Linked DNA regions of Sus scrofa: region 2 is linked to region 1. The links are chromatin contacts, called in public Hi-C maps. All regions are on one chromosome and are shown on one strand. Each heading gives the region's core, a stretch centred on a gene start, on an enhancer-like site or on the middle of the called end of the contact. The rest is flanking DNA. Distances are from core to core; before and after follow the strand shown.

Region 1 (7,852 bases), core at 3,826-6,325:
GGGCTGGACCTCATCTGGACGGTCTGAGCAGCCCCAGGTGTTGGGGGCGGGGGTGTCAAGTGCCCAACGGGGTGTCCAAAGGACCCAACTCTAGACATTGGACTTAGGGGCCGAGTTGAGGGGGATCTCCTTGAGCTCCGACCGCATGCACAGGTACTCCCCGATGACAGCCATGAGCGCAATGCACACGGCCTGGACCAGCCACCAGGTCAGCGCCGAGGGGAAACGGGAGCTGTAGAACCAGCAGCCCAGGAGGTGAAAGAAATGGACAGTGACAGTGAAATCCAGACACTGCTTCCCTCGCCGGATGAAGTACAGCAAGCCCAGGGCACTGTGGGGAGAGGACAGCAGTGAGTTGTCACTGAGTTGTCCTGGCCTTAGGTGAGGTTATTTGGGGACATGGGGCAATTAGAATGGCAGCATAGTGGTCAGAAGCGAGCGAGATAAGTAGGAGGCAAGGGTTACATTGTTTGATGCCTAGAGGAACCTGGCAGGGAATGCTGAGAGCGGATCAGGCTGGGGAGAAGGAAAACAAAAGTACGAGCTTGATGGCAAAGGCAACTGTCACTTGAGGGGGTCCGAGAGATCGGTGGGGACTGTGGCGCCACGAGGCATACATGTTCCGTCCAGAGGGGGGCCTGCAGCTAGGCAAGTCATCATTCTAGAAGGCAGACCTGGAATCAGCGAGTCATTCCATTTTTTTAAGAGAAGCCAGAAATCTGGATTTTTAACAGAAAATATCCTGATTTTCAACTAAGTGAAAAAATCTTAAATACCCTGCATGGGCTCACAACTGTGTAAACCAAACGGAACATATCTGGGAGCCAAGTTCAGGTCCAAGTTCCCCCCACCGGTTTTCAACCGCTGTAAGGTCAAGAACAGGAACACAAGGCACTGTTCGAAGTACCGCCTGTGAATTACCTCATGTAATTCCCACTATGAGGTGGGCAACATCACTGGCCTCATTTTACTGATGAGGAAACTGTGGCAGAGACAGATTAACCTGTCTGCAGTCACTAAACCAAAGCTGAGATTCAAAGCCAAGTGAGTTGGCCTCCAGAGCCTAAGCTCTTAATCACTGCCTTAAACTGCCCCTCGGTCAAAGCCCTGCAGGTACAGCTGAGAACCCGAGGCCCAGAAAGAAGGGAAGGAACTTGGCCAATGGCACAGAGGCCAGGAATAGAACCCAGATCTCCTGACTCCCGGGCCAATCCTCCCCTCACCTCATTCCACACCAGGGAAGTGATTTGAGATGGAAGCCGTGCCAAGGCCGCATGCACAGAGAGAACTGAGAGCTTTCCGGCTAAGTCAAAACAGCGATGGAAGAAGCCCTATGACGGAGCCGGTTCCAGAACTGGCCTCGGCCACCCACTTTAGTTCACCACTCCCCAGGAACAAGTGCCAGCCCGTTTCATGCCCGAATTCAGGAAGTTAGTTCCAGCGCTGGATGGCAAAACCGGTGATACTCACCAGGTGGGGGCGTTGAGGACGAAGGACATGGTGGAGAGCCGGCCTGGAGGGGTGGAAAAGCCCAGGATCTGAGGGGGAATCACAAAGGAAACATGTTGGAGAGGGGAACTAGGAGCACCCCAGGCTCCAGGACCCCAGAAGCCCTCCTAAGGGCCACAGAAGCCAATATGCCCCTTCATCTTTACAGCGCTATTTCCAACAAGGTGCATTCAGACATGTATCACTGTACGTCATCTGACCCCTCAGAGCAGCCTGAAGGGATCGTTATTCTCATTTTACAATGGAGGAATAAAAGTTCAGAGAAGTTAGGTAACTCACCCAAAGTGATATGGTCAGTAAACAGCAAGGAGTGAGGTCTACCACAGGGTTCAGTAAACTATGGCCCCAGGGACCAGGCACTCATTGTAAATAAAGTTTTATTGAAACGCAGCCACACCTATACATTTATTATTGTCTATGGCTGCTTTTGTGCTAAGGGCAGAGTTGAGCAGTTGTGACCTAAAATCTTTACCATCTCAGAGCTCCCTGGTGGCCTAGAGGGTTAAGGATCTGGTGTTGTCACTTCTGCGGCAGGGGTTCAATTCCTGGCCTGGGAACTTCTGCATGTGCAGGCAGAGTCAAAATAAAGTTAAATTAAATTTTTACAATCTCGCCCTTTAAGAAAAGGTTTGTTGACACCCGAGCAATACCAGCAATTGAGGTTTCCTCCCAGGAGGCAGCTGCCTGTCAGCATAGCTCAAACATTTGTGAGCAGCAAAATCCAGCCTGGGAAGGTGGTGGTGTCCATGCAGCCCACCGGGCCTACTGCAGAAGCTCCTCAGCCAATTGTCCTTCAAAGAAGGGCTTTTGGAATTAGTTGATATCACAGCCACCAGTGACACCGAAGAGATTCAAGATTTGATATCTGCAACAGCTCACGGAGCCAGAATGGTACCTCAGGTCTTCATGGGTAAAGAGGGCACCGATGGATGCACTCATCTAGTGCGCATGCATGAGAGGGAAGGGAGCTGCTGACTCGCCTGAAGCAACATGGAGTTCTGAAATAATTACAGAGCAGACCCCAAGCTGATAGCCCCCTGGAGGTGGGTGGCACTGCAGATAAACGACAGTACTTCCTGGTGGATGGACCTGGGGCTACCTTCAGCCAGCTGCAGCAACTGTTTACTTAAAATTCTGGAACATGTTAACCCAAATCATTGGTTTGGGGCAAGACCAGATTTTTCTTCTGACTCAGTATTAAAAGTGGATCAACTTGCCCCCCTCAAAAAAAAAAAAAAAAAAGAAAGGTTTGTCAACTCCAGTCTAGAATTTAGGTAGGGTGCATGAGACGGCTTGTCAACAAAGCCCCAGATCCCCACATGTCCTTCCTAGGACAGAGGCTCCTAAGAAGGGACTACTAGGCACCTGGTGGGTGTGTGTAACCTCCACCATTTTTGAAACAATACTATCGAATATCAGATGTCTGCACACTTTCAGCCTGTAAAGGCCTTTCACGTTCATAATCATATTTCACAACAATCTCATAAAGCTATTATTATTGTTATTCTTATATCTTTTTTTTTTTTTTTTTTTGTCTTTTTGTCTTTTCTAGGGCTGATCCCATGGCACATGGAGGTTCCCAGGCTGGGGGTCCAGTCGGAGCTGTAGCTGCCAGCCTACGCCAGAGCCACAGCAACACTGGATCCGAGCCACGTCTGCAAACTACACCACAGCTCACGGCAACGCCAGATCCTTAACCCATTGAGCAAGGCCAGGGATTGAACCCGCAACCTCATGGTTCCTAGTTGGATTCATTAACCACTGAGCCATGACGGGAATGCCCTTATCTCCCTTTTGCATAATAACTTGCACAAGGGCCACACAGAGAATAGGCATCGGGAAGAAAGTCCTGGTTCCAAGAACTGTGCTTATTACCATATACCACAGCTGCCTCTCAGAAGCAAACACCCTTCAGCTTACATGTTATTTATTTATTTTAATGATTTTTATTTTTTAATTATAGTTGTTTTTTTTTCTTTTTTTAAAAAAATTTTAATGATTTTTATTTCAGCTTATATTTTATAAACCACTTTTTTTTCTTTTTGGTTTTTAGTGCTGCACTTGCAGCATATGGAAATTCCCAGGCTAGGGGTAGAATGGGAGCTGCAGCTGCCGGCCTGCACCACAGCTACAGCAACAGCAACACAGGATCCCAGCCACATCTGTAACCTACACCACAGCTCACGGCAATGCCGGATCCTTAGTCCACTGAGCAAGGCCAGGGATCAAACCTGCATCCTCGTAGATACTAGCTGGGTTCGTAACCCACAACGGGAACTCCCTAAAGCACCCTCTGGGCCTCAAAACATTTTGTTGAGGATTACTGTAGTCCAAAGAGGAAATAAGTTTAGAAAGGTGAAATAACTTGCCCAAGTCCCACAGTTAGAATGCTGGGGTCTAGACTGGACCCTAAGCTTTTCTGAATCCAAAGTACAGGCTCTCTGCAGTCTGCCACCTTTCTGATACTGATTTTATGATTTTGCAGACAGGAAAACTGAAGTTCAGAGAGGTGAGGATACTTTCCCAAGGTCACATGGCTAATACATGGGAGTTAAACAGAGTCCTGACTCCAAAGCCCAGGTAGTTCCCACTCTACCTCCGTGAATGATCTTTTATCCATTCCTCCCTCCCCAGTTTGATACCTGGAAATCTAGGGCTCAGAGAAGTGAAGTCACTTTCTCAGTGTCAGCAAGGAGATGTATCAGACTGCCTGGAACGCAGGTCTGTTTATTCTAACACCCAGGGCCTTTCCTTTGTACCAGTCTGCCTTCCCGTTATGAGTCATTCCATTTTACGGATGGGGCAGCCGAGGTTCGGAAAGTGATATCCCTTTCCCAGAGCCACAAAGTGAGAAGGTAGCCCAGTGAGGTCTACAGCCATTAGTGACAGACCACCTCGTGAAGCCGAGACCCCGCCCGCGTCGGCCCAGGGACCCTACCTCGGCGTCGAACATCTGGTCCAGCGAGGGGCTGCTGCGCACCAGCCCGTCCACCAGCGCCAGCCACAGGCCTAGCGAGCCGTAATAGACAGTCTGCATGAGGACGATCTGTGACAGGATCAGCAACGGGTCCCACACGTAGCTGCGGAACTGGCCCGCCATGCCGGCTCGCGGGGCACTGCTGCCGCCCGGGCCTGGGTCAGCGCCGCCGCCGCCGCGCCATGGGCCCCGGGCAGCCCCGGCACCTGCGAGGACACACACACGCCGGGCCTCAGCCAGCCGGCCGTCACCATGGCAACATCGCCCCGCCCAGGAGGAGGGGCTGGGACGGAGGGGGCGAGCCCATTCCCGGAATGGGGGGGAGGGCAGGACGGACAGACCCATTACCGAACTGAGGGGAAGTCCTGCCCGTTACGGCTGCTCGAGCCCCGCCCGTCCTCGAGCTTCTCTGAAGTTCACTCACCAGTGTCGGACTCGAGAATCAAAGCGTCCGAGTGCGGCCCAGTCTCACCGGCTGGCCCCCGAAGCAGTGCTGACAGGCAGAACCATGGAGAAGAGTCCCTACAGGCCTAGAGAGGCAAAGCTCCAGCGGCGGCCGAGGCAGCAGCGGATACGTAGGAAGGAAGCGTTTCCGGGAACAGCGTAGGGGGCGGGGCTGAGATTGCGCAGGCGTAGGGGTGCAGTCTTCGGCGGAGCCCCCTAAAGCAGGGGTGGGGGCGGGTTTTAGGGCGGCCCCGAACCGAAGTATGCACATGCGCACAATAAAGAATGAAGGCGAACGGAAGTGAGGCGTGAGCGCGGTGGAGCTTGCGTGCCCTCTAGAGGGGGATCTTGGGGAAAGTAGGGTAGCTGGGGTGGAAGATAGAGGGGTGGCCGTGGGCGAGGGAAAGTCTGGGAATTAAGGGATTGATTACGTCGACTCTGTTTTCAACCTAGATTCCCAGCGTTTTCTTTCGCCTAAAGTCCGGGGTGACTTAAAATGAACCTGCCAGCAATTCCACACATGATTTCGCCCCTGTTTCCTTAGATAAAACTAAGGGTCAGAGAAGGAAAGCAACATACTGTCTCAAAGACAGTGGCAATCAAAATTAGAATTCAGCTGTGCCCAACACCACAGCATTGATTTCGGGCCTATAGAGTGGTTAGGAAGATTTGGACACTTTCAAATGAAACAGCTCTGCTCTCAGACAAACTCACTGTGTTAGAAGGCAAAGTACTGGGTGTTTTATAATGTATCCATTTATATTTATATATCCATATGTATTTATTAAGGGGGAGGAAGCAGAGGTTCTGAATTCATACCTAGAAGCATATCCACATTCTGCCTGCCACCCTGACTGTGAGCATGTCTTGCTCACCATGACTTCTCTTCTGAGTCTAAATAGTGTGGACAGTCAGTAAATATTTGCTGAATGAGTCAAGAATAGAGAAAGGGCAACAGCAAATTGATGAATCATTTCATTCCTGCCTCAGCGGACCAAAACCCCTCAATTTCATTGATCCTAGGTTTTCCTTTTCCGGAATGGAAAGAAGGGAAGTAACTGGTTCCAGGAAAAAAAAAAATCCAGGTTTTAGAGCCTGCTGTACTAGTTGTGTGACTAGTACACTTCCTTCTTTAAACCTCAGCTTCCCTGTTTCTGAAACGTAAAGTTAGACAAGATTAATGTTTTACATCATTTAATCTACTCTCCTTTAATTACTTCCCAGTTAAAACAACTTTATCAAAGACCCATGTCACTTGCACATCAGAATTTCTGAACAGCATGTGATAAGCATGATAGCACCTTGAGCTGATACAATTTCAGACAAAAGTAAAGAACCTTGATACTCTATCAAGAGTAAGTCAGGATTCCCATCATGGCTCAGCAGTGACAAATCCGACTACTAGCCATGAGGACACAAGCTTGGTCCTTGGCCTTGCTGAATGGGTTAAGGAGCCAGGGGCATTGCCACAAGCTGAGGCGTAGGTCACAGACATGGCTCTGATCTGGCGTTGCTGTGGCTGTGGTGTAGGCCAGCAGCTACAGGTCCAGTTTGACTCCCAGCCTGGGAACTTCCATATGCCGCAGGTGCGGCCCTTAAAAAAAAAAAAAAAAGAGGATGTGATTTCGCTTATTATTTGGAAATGTTGTAAACAGTTCCCTTGGACTCCAGTTTGCAAGTCATTAAAGCCCAAAGACATGAGGTGCTTTCCAGCTCAACTGTTCTTTTAGGCCCCTCAGTTGAGCTCAGCAAATCTCTCTGGTTCATGGATGACTCAGATGATTTAATGTTTCTGCGAAAATATCATGTTTGTTAAGTATCTACATGATCTTATTTATTTCTCACAATCCGGGAAGGTAGATATTCCCTACTTTTTTTTTTTTTTTTTTTTTTTTTTTTTTGTCTTTTTATCTTTTTGCCTTTTCTAGGGCCGCTCCTGACGCACATGGAGGTTCCCAGGCTAGGGGTCTAATCGGAGCTATAGCCACTGGCTTACGCCAGAGCCACAGCAAAGCGGGAACCAAGCCGTGCCTGCGACCTACACCACAGCTCACGGCAATGCCGGATCCTTAACCCACTGAGCAAGGGCGGGGATTGAATCCACAACCTCGTGGTTCCTAGTTGGATTTGTTAACTACTGCGCCACGACGGGAACTCTGATATTCCCTACTTTAAAGGTGAGGAGGAGCTCCCTGGTGGCTCAGTGAGTTAAGGATCTGGTATCATTATTGCTGTGGCTTAGGTCACTGCTGTGGCTCAGGGTCAATCCCTGGCCTGGGGACTTTTGCATGCCATGGGTGGGGCCAAAAAATAAATAAAGGTAAGGAAAGGGAGACTCCAATAAGGAGTGTGACTGTACTAAATCAGAGAGCTCAAGGGAGACTGAGCTGGGATTCAAACCCAGGACATCTGACTCTAAACGCCAAGGTATCATTCCAGAATTAAGGGGAAAAAAAGTGGAGAAGAAAAGGAAGGACGGAGACAGTGGTGGGGTAGTGGAAAGAGGAAAAGGAGCAGTGAATCCTTAGGCTCAAGTGGTTCTGGGGTGAGGGATTAAGGAGAGATTGGAGGAGAGGCTGAGGAAAAGTGCTTGGAGAGGTTCAATTTAGTTTTGGCAGGCAGCTTCCTCTTCCTTCCAGGGGCTTAGTGGTATGGCTTTTTCAGAGTCGGGCCCCCTCAAGTCAGCTGGCCGCTGGGCCTTCTCCACCCCATCTCCGCCCACAGAGGGAAGGCATTCCCTCCCCTTTCTCCTGAAATGGAAAGGCAGCTGGCAGCCTGAGGCGCCCGGGCCAGCTGGGTCGCTGGGGCCTGAGTCACCCCTGGATCCTGGAGCTCACCTTAGGGAAACCCCCACGGACTTGCCGGATAGTCTTTTGCAATTTCCTTTTCCCTGCAGAATTTCAGCTCTTGAATTCCTACCTT
Region 2 (7,852 bases), core at 1,398-3,897, 880 kb before region 1:
GACAAACAGATACCCACCCACCCCCCACACCCCCTAGAAAAATCAGTGGCTTAAAGAACAAAGATTACTTCTCTTTCATGTAAGAGTATGAAGGGGCCTAAAAGTACCTTGAGTCAACAGGTAGCTTTATGATCATTTACTTTGTATGTGATGGTGCCATCATCCCCCACACATCATCATCATTATCCAAGGTCAAAGCTGGACACAGCCGGTGAGAAAGAGCAGGGAGGAGGCGGGCCCACTGACTAAAGGCCTTGCCTGCAGTTTCACACGTCCCTTCCACTGGCAAGAACTCACCCAGCCAATCTTAGCTTTAAGTGAGGCTGGGAAGAGAAGCTTAAGCCAGGCAGCCATGTGAGTGTGGAAGGCCAGGAGAAAGGGCTTTGGAGGGCCGCTAGCAGACTCCACAGAAGTAAGTCACTGCCCACGTGGAGCCTGTTTCCAAGCAGATGCTATTCTCAGTAATAAAAGTGCTGGGTAGAAGCACCCTGGGGGCTTAGGGAGGGAGGTGTTCCTGGGCTGCAGTAATTGGGAAGGCAGGAAGGAGTGGGAGAACGTTCCCAAAAAGGGGAACTACAGGAGTTACCACTGGAGCCTGGGAAAGGTAAAATGAACTTGGCCTGTTATCTTGCAATGGGGCAAGAAAAAGATCTGCTAGACCAAGGTGGAATGCTCATGCCTTCCCATAATCCACTTTTGTAGACAGAAGATGAAATTGGGAGTGAGGAAAGCTGGACCTGAGTTCAAGTTCCTGAATTGACCTCGAGTAAAAAGCCTAAGCTTTGCAAGCTTTTGACTCCTCCTTTGTAAAAGGATGAGGATGATCATCAGCAACAATAATACCTTAATAATAATTTTTAAAAGTATGGGAGTTCTCCTGGTGGCGCAGTGGGTTAAAGATCCCGAGTTATCACTGTAGTGATTCAGGTTGCTGCTGTGCCACCAGTTCAATCCCTGGCCCTGGAATTTTCATATGCCATGGGCACAGGCAAGAAAAGAAAGACATTTTTTTGAACAGTAAAGTAAAATTCCTTGTTTTACAATAAAATAAAAATTTTAAAGTATGACTAGAAGTTCCTACTGTGGCTCAGCAGGTTAAGAACTCAACATTGTCTCTGTGAGGATGCAGCTTAGATCCCAGGTCTCACTCAGTGGGTCGAGGATCCAGTGTAAGTTGCAGATGTGGCTGGAATCCAGTGTTGCTGTGGCTGTGGCAGCTGCAGCTCCGATTCAGCCCCTAGACCAGGAGCTTCCATGTGCCACAGATGAGGCTGTACAAAGAAAAACAAAGTGTGAATAATAACAAGGTTGCTGTGAGAATCCCACAAAGCAAAAGTCTATTAAACACTTTTGTATCCACAGCCCTGTAGACTAAGAGTGGACAAATTATAGCCACAGGCCACTGCCTATTTTTGTAAATAAAGTTGCATTGGAATCCAGCCACACGCATTGGCTTACATATAGTCTGTGGCTGCTTTCAGGCTATAACAGCACAGCTGAATAGTTTTGACAGAGGTTGTATGGCCAAAAGTATTTCCAATGGTCATTTATGGAAAATAAACTGATGACTTCTGCAAGGGCAGTGGCAATGTTATCTATTCCTAAACCTCACCCTCCCTGAGCATCACTGTATTCACCAGTAAAATAGGACTAATAAGAATCATCTTCACTTCGAAGATATTTTGAGGATCAAATGAAACAACATATGTAAAACTGCTTTTCTGATGCTTTCCTGACAGAAGCACCATCTAAATGGGAGCTGTCATTTAGTTTCTTTGCTGGGTAAGAGTTTCCTTATTTAGCCTCTCCAGCTGAGGGTCGGTAAAAGAGGCAACAAAATACCCACCATCCATTGTGGTTGTAAGGATCTGTGAGACCAAAAAAAGGTTAAAGCATAAACTTTAGAATCAAACAGGCACAGGCTGGCATCTTGCTCAGCCCATCACTAAGTCTGCCATCAGAGGATCAGCGTAATACCTACATCAGAGTTGCTGTGAGTGTAAATGGAGATAGCACGAGCGAGCGCGAGGCCCTGGCGCAGTGCCTGGCCTTGTTCCGATCTGCAGGTGCAGTGACGAATACCACCTCCCACGGGTCCCTACCAACAGTACAGCTGAGCTGTACCCCTCTGCCTCTGCTCAGCGCCCACGGTCAGCCCTGGGTGCCGGTATAATTAGCTCCAACTCGGTGGTGAGCAGCCGCGGCTGCTCACAGCCTCTGACATGACTGTCACTTCCCACTCAGTTCTTCAAGCCACAGTTATCCCACTGATGAGTGCGTTACATGCCCGCCGGGCACAGGGCTTAGTGCCACCAGAGGACAGCTGAGCCCTCAAAAGCTCTGATTTATCACAAGGAACCCAGGCAGTGCCAAAAGAAAAGTTTGGGTGGGGTGGGGGGCTGGTAATGCCTCTTGAATTTGAGGAGAAATCCCATTCCTCCAGAACCCATAGCCTGGGGCGGCAGAGGAGGCCTATGTCTTTAAGAGGCCTCCGCTAGCTGGGCGGGGATCGCCGGCTTTTCCCCTCAGCATCTGGGCCCGCCCTCCTTTGAGTGACAGGCAATCAACCCAGTTGAAGGAGGAGAGTTCAGCGTGACGGCGAAGCGGAGCAATAGGAGCCCGGGTCGGCCTGCGCGGGGCGGGGTCCCGGGAAGGTGGGGCGGGCGGAGGCTGGAGGAGCGGCGGCGGCGGTGAGACCCGGTTGCGGGAGCTGGGCCTAGGTTGGCGTTCTGGTGAGTGAGGGGCGCGCCGGGGGCTCGGGCATTCCCGCCCTCGGAGCGGGGCCTGGCCTGAGGGACGCAGGGAGGAGAGGCTGGGCCGGGAAGCGGGCGGAGAGCTGCGGCCTGCTTCTGCCCAGGGGACCGAGGGGCTGGAGAGGGCGGGCCTGGGCTGCACCGCGCCGGTACGACAGGCCCCAGAGGGGTCGCGGCCCAGCTAGGTCCCCCGGACCTGAGGGGCACTGGGTCCCCGACAGGGAAGGGTCTACGGGTGGGGAAGAGGGCAGGCCAGGCCTCGAGGGGCGGGGGCTGGACCGGGTAGGGGTCGAGGGGTAGGGGAGGAGGAGGGTGGGTGGGTGGAACGCGGAGTGCGACGAGACGGTGAGGGAGGAGACGGGAGAGGGACCGAATGGGAAGGGGCTTGATAGGCGCCCAGAGAGTGTTTGGGGCTGGGTGGCCCCGGGCGCCAGACGCCCAGATCCTCTCGATGTCGCCACCCCCTTCAATAGACAAGGCTCTTCACCCCGCCCGGTCTATCCGGCCCGGCTCGGTAGACCCCAGTCCGTCTACTTGTATCTCCGCTGCTTGCTCGTCAGTTCAGCCCTCTTTCGCCTCTTACCCGGACCGATGCCGCGTCTTAACCAGATCTGCCCACATGCCCTCTGGCCGATCCGCAAGGGCCTTGCCCCTTGGCCGGAGGGCTCGGATCCGGACGCTCCGCTGCTTACAACTACGCCTCTTCCACCTCTTGCAGGGCCAGCCCCGGATCCTCTCCCAAGCCTTGGAGAGGGGAACCCACCGACCTCTCCTCCCTGGTCTCAGTCTACCAACCCCTCTTGCTCAATACTCTCCTCACCTTTTCGTGTTCCTTCTACATACCAAGCCCCAGCCCTACTCAGGGTCTTCACCCTTGGTCTTCCTACTCCGGGGCATATCTTCCCTGCCTGGCTTACTCCAGTAAATTCCTCTTTATCTTTCAAATCTCCACTCAAGTATCACTTCCTCAGGAGGCATCCCTGGCGCCCGACTCCCTCACCAAATGAATTCCCCACTTTCATCACCCTGTATACTTCTCCTTCACAACCCTTGAATGGCTGAAAATAGGCTTGTCTATTTCCACCAGATAATAAGGTTCACAGGGAAAAAGGTAGTATCTGCTTTTGCTTCTTGTATTTCCAGCATCTTGCACAGGGCCAGGCACTGTAAATATGTTTTAAATAAATGAATGGAAAACTTGGCTTTGGCAGGAGGAACAGGGTGTTCGTGTGAGTCATGTCCCTGAGGTCCTACACAAAAAGTGTGTCAGGGAGTTCCCTTTGTGGCTTAGCCGTTATAAAGAGTCCAGCTAGGATCCATGAGGATTCAGGTTTGATCCCTGGCCTTGTTCAGTGGGTTAAGGATCCAGTGTTGCCATGAGCTGTGGTGTAGGTCATATACTCAGCTCGTATACTCAGCTCGGATCCTGCGTTGCAGTGGTTGTGGCATAGGCCAGCAGTTACAGCTCCAATTTGACCCCTAGCCTGGAACTTCCATATACTGCCCTGAAAAGCAAAAAAAAAAAAAAAAAAAAAAAAAGCGTGCTAGGCTCTGCGCTAGACCATTGGTGACCAATAGAAATACAATCAATACGTGTAATTTAAAAATTATTAGGAGTTCCTGCTGTGGTGCAATGGGATCGGTGGTGTCCCTGGAACGCTGGGACACGGGTTCAATCCCCAGCCTGGCACAGTGGGTTAAAGATCCCGTGCTGCTGCAGCACAGGTCATAACTGCGGCTAGGATCTCATCCCTAGCCTGGGAACTCCATATGTGTTAGGGCAGACAAAAAAAGGAAAAGAAAATTAGTTATTTTAAAATGGTTTTTTTTTTTTAGTAGCCACATTAAAAAAGTAAAAAACAGGTGAAATTACTTTTTGTAATATACTTTACTTAACCTAATAGACTCCCAAATAATATTATTTTGACATGTAGTCAATATAAAAATACTAATGAGATATTCCACATTTGTGTGTGTGTACTAAATCTTTGAAATCTGGTAGGAGTTTTACTCTTAGAGTCCATCTCAGCTTGTGGTAACCATATTTCAAGTGCTCAGTAGCCACATGTGGGGGTGTGCAATGCTAGAAGTTTTATATACCGGTGACATTTAATCACCTTAAGCCTTTTGAGGTAATTAGTGTTGTCTACATTTTACTGATGTACATCATGAAGCTTCTGAACGTTACGCTGCCTGCCAGCGGTCCTCCTAAAGTTCGTGAGTGGAGGAGGCAAGTTGAAGACCAGGACCCCCATCTATTCATCTGTTACCCTCTGCTGCCTCCAGGAGGTGCCAGGAACTTTTGGTGGTGCAAGAAATGGGGCTAAACTTCTTGAAAACAGTGGCACCTGCGAGTATGTTGAATATTCTGTCTTGTTCCATACAGAGACAGTGTGTCTGTATGCATTGGTACCACCTGCCTAGGGGCTCAGGAACATATGTATTTGGTGCAGTGGAAGGAAAAACCTGCAAGGCAAATGTTTCTTGATGCAGTCACCATAGCTCAGCACAGTCCCCACCAACTCAGCCTAGTCCGTACCAACCCTACTCTAGTCCTGGGTAGAAAAATATACACAGCCTGCAGCATCTCAAAGGTGCTAGGCATACAAGGCCTGAGTTAACAGTCTGGCCTTTCTGTGCAACAATTGCTCGTTGAGTGAAATCCTCACCACAGTGAGGCCAGCACTGTTCCAGGCCATTTAGGGTGACTGAGGAGTGTAACTCCCGGCCCTCATCCTCTGAATGCTAACTGTGTACTTGGAAAGACAAGACCAGGTCACAAAGTGATGAGGTTAAATGAGGTTCAGGGCACCAGGCTGATAAAATGAAGAACCGGAAGCAGTGTGTGCAGAGGCTGCATGGTGTGTTCCAAAGTGCTGGGTGGGTGGGGGGACGGGACACTTTGCAACTTGCTGCAATTCCCACATAGATGCTGCTTGGCTTTTTCACTTACCTGTCTGGCTGCTTAAGCATCAGAGTTTGTAAACCCATTAGACTGTTTTTTCTTTTTTGTTAAAGCATAGTTGATTTACAACGTTGTGCTAATGTCTCTTCTACAGTAAAGTGGCTTAGTTATACACATACATGCATTCTTTTTTTCTTTTCCTTTTTTAAATATTCCTTTCCATTATGGTTTATTCCAGGAGGTTGGATATGGTTTCCTGTGCTATACAGTAGGACCATGTTGTGTACCCATTCTAACTGAATTAGTTTGCATCTGCTACCCCCAAAGTCCCAGTCCATCCCTCTCCCTTCCGCCTCCCCTTTGGCAACCGCAAGTCTTTTTTTTTTTTTTTTTTGTCTTTTTGCCATTTCTTGGGCCACTCCCGAGGCATATGGAGGTTCCCAGGCTAGGGGTCGAATCAGAGCTGTAGCCACCGGCCTACGCCAGAGCCACAGCAACACGGGACCTGAGCCGCGTCTGCACCCCACACCACAGCTCATGGCAACGCCAGATCATTAACCCACTGAGCAAGGGCAGGGACCGAACCCGCAACCTCATGGTTCCCAGTCGGATTCATTGACCACTGCGCCACGACGGGAACTCCGCAAGTCTTTTCTTGTTCGGGGTCTGTTTCTGTTTTGTAGATAGATTCATTTGTGCTATATTTTAGATTCCACATGTAAGTGATATCATATGTTTTTTGTCTTTCTATTTCTGATTTACTTCACTTAGTATGATGATCTCTAGTTGCATCCAGACATACTGGTTTGAACTGAGTCACTAGGAAAGATTTGTTGAGCACCTGTTATGTGCCAGGCATTGTACGGCCGCTGCTTTGGAACTGACTATGAAACTCTCCAAGCTTCTTCTAGGAGAAAAGTAATAATAATAATAATTGTATGTTGATTTTCTTCCCCAATTACCTTCACAGGTATTCTCTCATTTTGTCATCAGAATACTAAAACCTGGCAAATTGGGCTTTTTTATGCCGGGGAAACAGGGCTACAGTGTTTTTGCAACTTCTTCAAGTTCACACTGTTGGAATGCTGCTTCCTCTGTGTCAGGTATTAAGTTAAAAGATTTACGTATATTATCCCACCCCATGTGTTCACAGTAACTTTATAGAGTGATATTGATTCGAGCCCTCTTTTGTAGATAAGGAAATGGAAATTCGTAGAGCTGGAGCCAAATCCAGGCCTGTCCCCCAGCAGAACACAAGCTCCTAACCTCATTGTTACTCTGCCTCGCTAGAAGGTCAAGGTTGGAAGAGCTTCACAAACGTCTAGTCCAATCTCCTCATGTAGATCAGGACCTAAGGTCAGAGAGGCTCGTGCTGGGGGCAGAGCTGGGCAGTCAGGTTTCCTGTGCTGCAGGGGGAGGGCTGACCCAGAAGAGGGGGGTTACGCCTTCTTTTGTGCCTGACTGGTGGTGTAGCCTGGCCAGCTTCCCTGGACCTCCTTTCGCTTATTATAAAACAAGAGGCTTGGCCTGACTTTCCAGCAAGAACAGTGCTGTGTTGTTGTGGTTGGTATTGAAGGCGTCGGGTCACCAGCCTGGGATTTCAGTCCTAACGCAGGGCCTCTCAGCTCAGCACGCTCCCTCCCTCCCTCCCCGCTGCAACCATGGCAGCCCCATGAAGGCAGACAGTTTCTTCTCATTCATCTGTATTTACTACTTCAGTTTCTGTTTCATTTCCAAAAACTGAGGCAAGCGGTCTGGAAACACTGAGCCCTCTACATCCCTCTCGATGACTATGGTCAGGGACCTGCAGAGCTCTAGGCAATGGCTAGTCCTCCGTCATTAAGAGTTTTTATTCTCTTTTAAAGGCAGTCAGGCCGGTGCGCCTGGCACTGTGCCGCCAGCGCAGGAGACCCGGGAGTAGCTGCAGACTTGCTGGGTCCCTGCCCTCAGCTAACAGCTCCCAGCCCCGGCCACTTGTTAGAATCACCAGACAGGCTTGCGGCGCCCTGGAGTGGGCATCGACAAGGCACCACCAGAGCTGCGAACCACCGGTCTAGACTCTGCTTCTCAGACTGTAATGTGCATGTGAAGCACCTGGGGATCTTGTTAGAAGGCAGGTTCTGATTCGGCGGGTCTGGGCTGGAGTGAGCGTTGCTGCGTTACTGCAGGCGCCCAGACAGTGTCGATGGTGCTG

The links. A called contact is a pair of places that touch in the nucleus more often than the background predicts.
Region 2: a Hi-C map of liver shows a contact between it and region 1, with 5 times the contacts expected there. The contact joins the promoter of ELMO2 here to the promoter of DBNDD2 in region 1. A contact is called at or near these places in 2 of 47 Hi-C or Micro-C datasets (heart right ventricle and liver).

What each region holds. Positions count from the first base shown.
Region 1 is chr17:47,683,443-47,691,294 of Sscrofa11.1, reverse strand. It overlaps DBNDD2 (dysbindin (dystrobrevin binding protein 1) domain containing 2), which reads right to left and starts at 5,075. Exons shown (of 6, transcript NM_001243672.1): 1 at 4,911-5,075; 2 at 4,448-4,692; 3 at 1,471-1,538. SYS1 (protein SYS1 homolog) reads right to left here and starts at 5,111. Exons shown (of 4, transcript XM_005672967.3): 1 at 4,911-5,111; 2 at 4,448-4,692; 3 at 1,471-1,538; 4 at 1-331. The coding sequence starts at 4,609. The coding sequence ends at 91. It also overlaps the pseudogene LOC106506694.
Region 2 is chr17:48,562,457-48,570,308 of Sscrofa11.1, reverse strand. ELMO2 (engulfment and cell motility protein 2) reads left to right here and starts at 2,647. Exons shown (of 21, transcript XM_021078300.1): 1 at 2,647-2,732.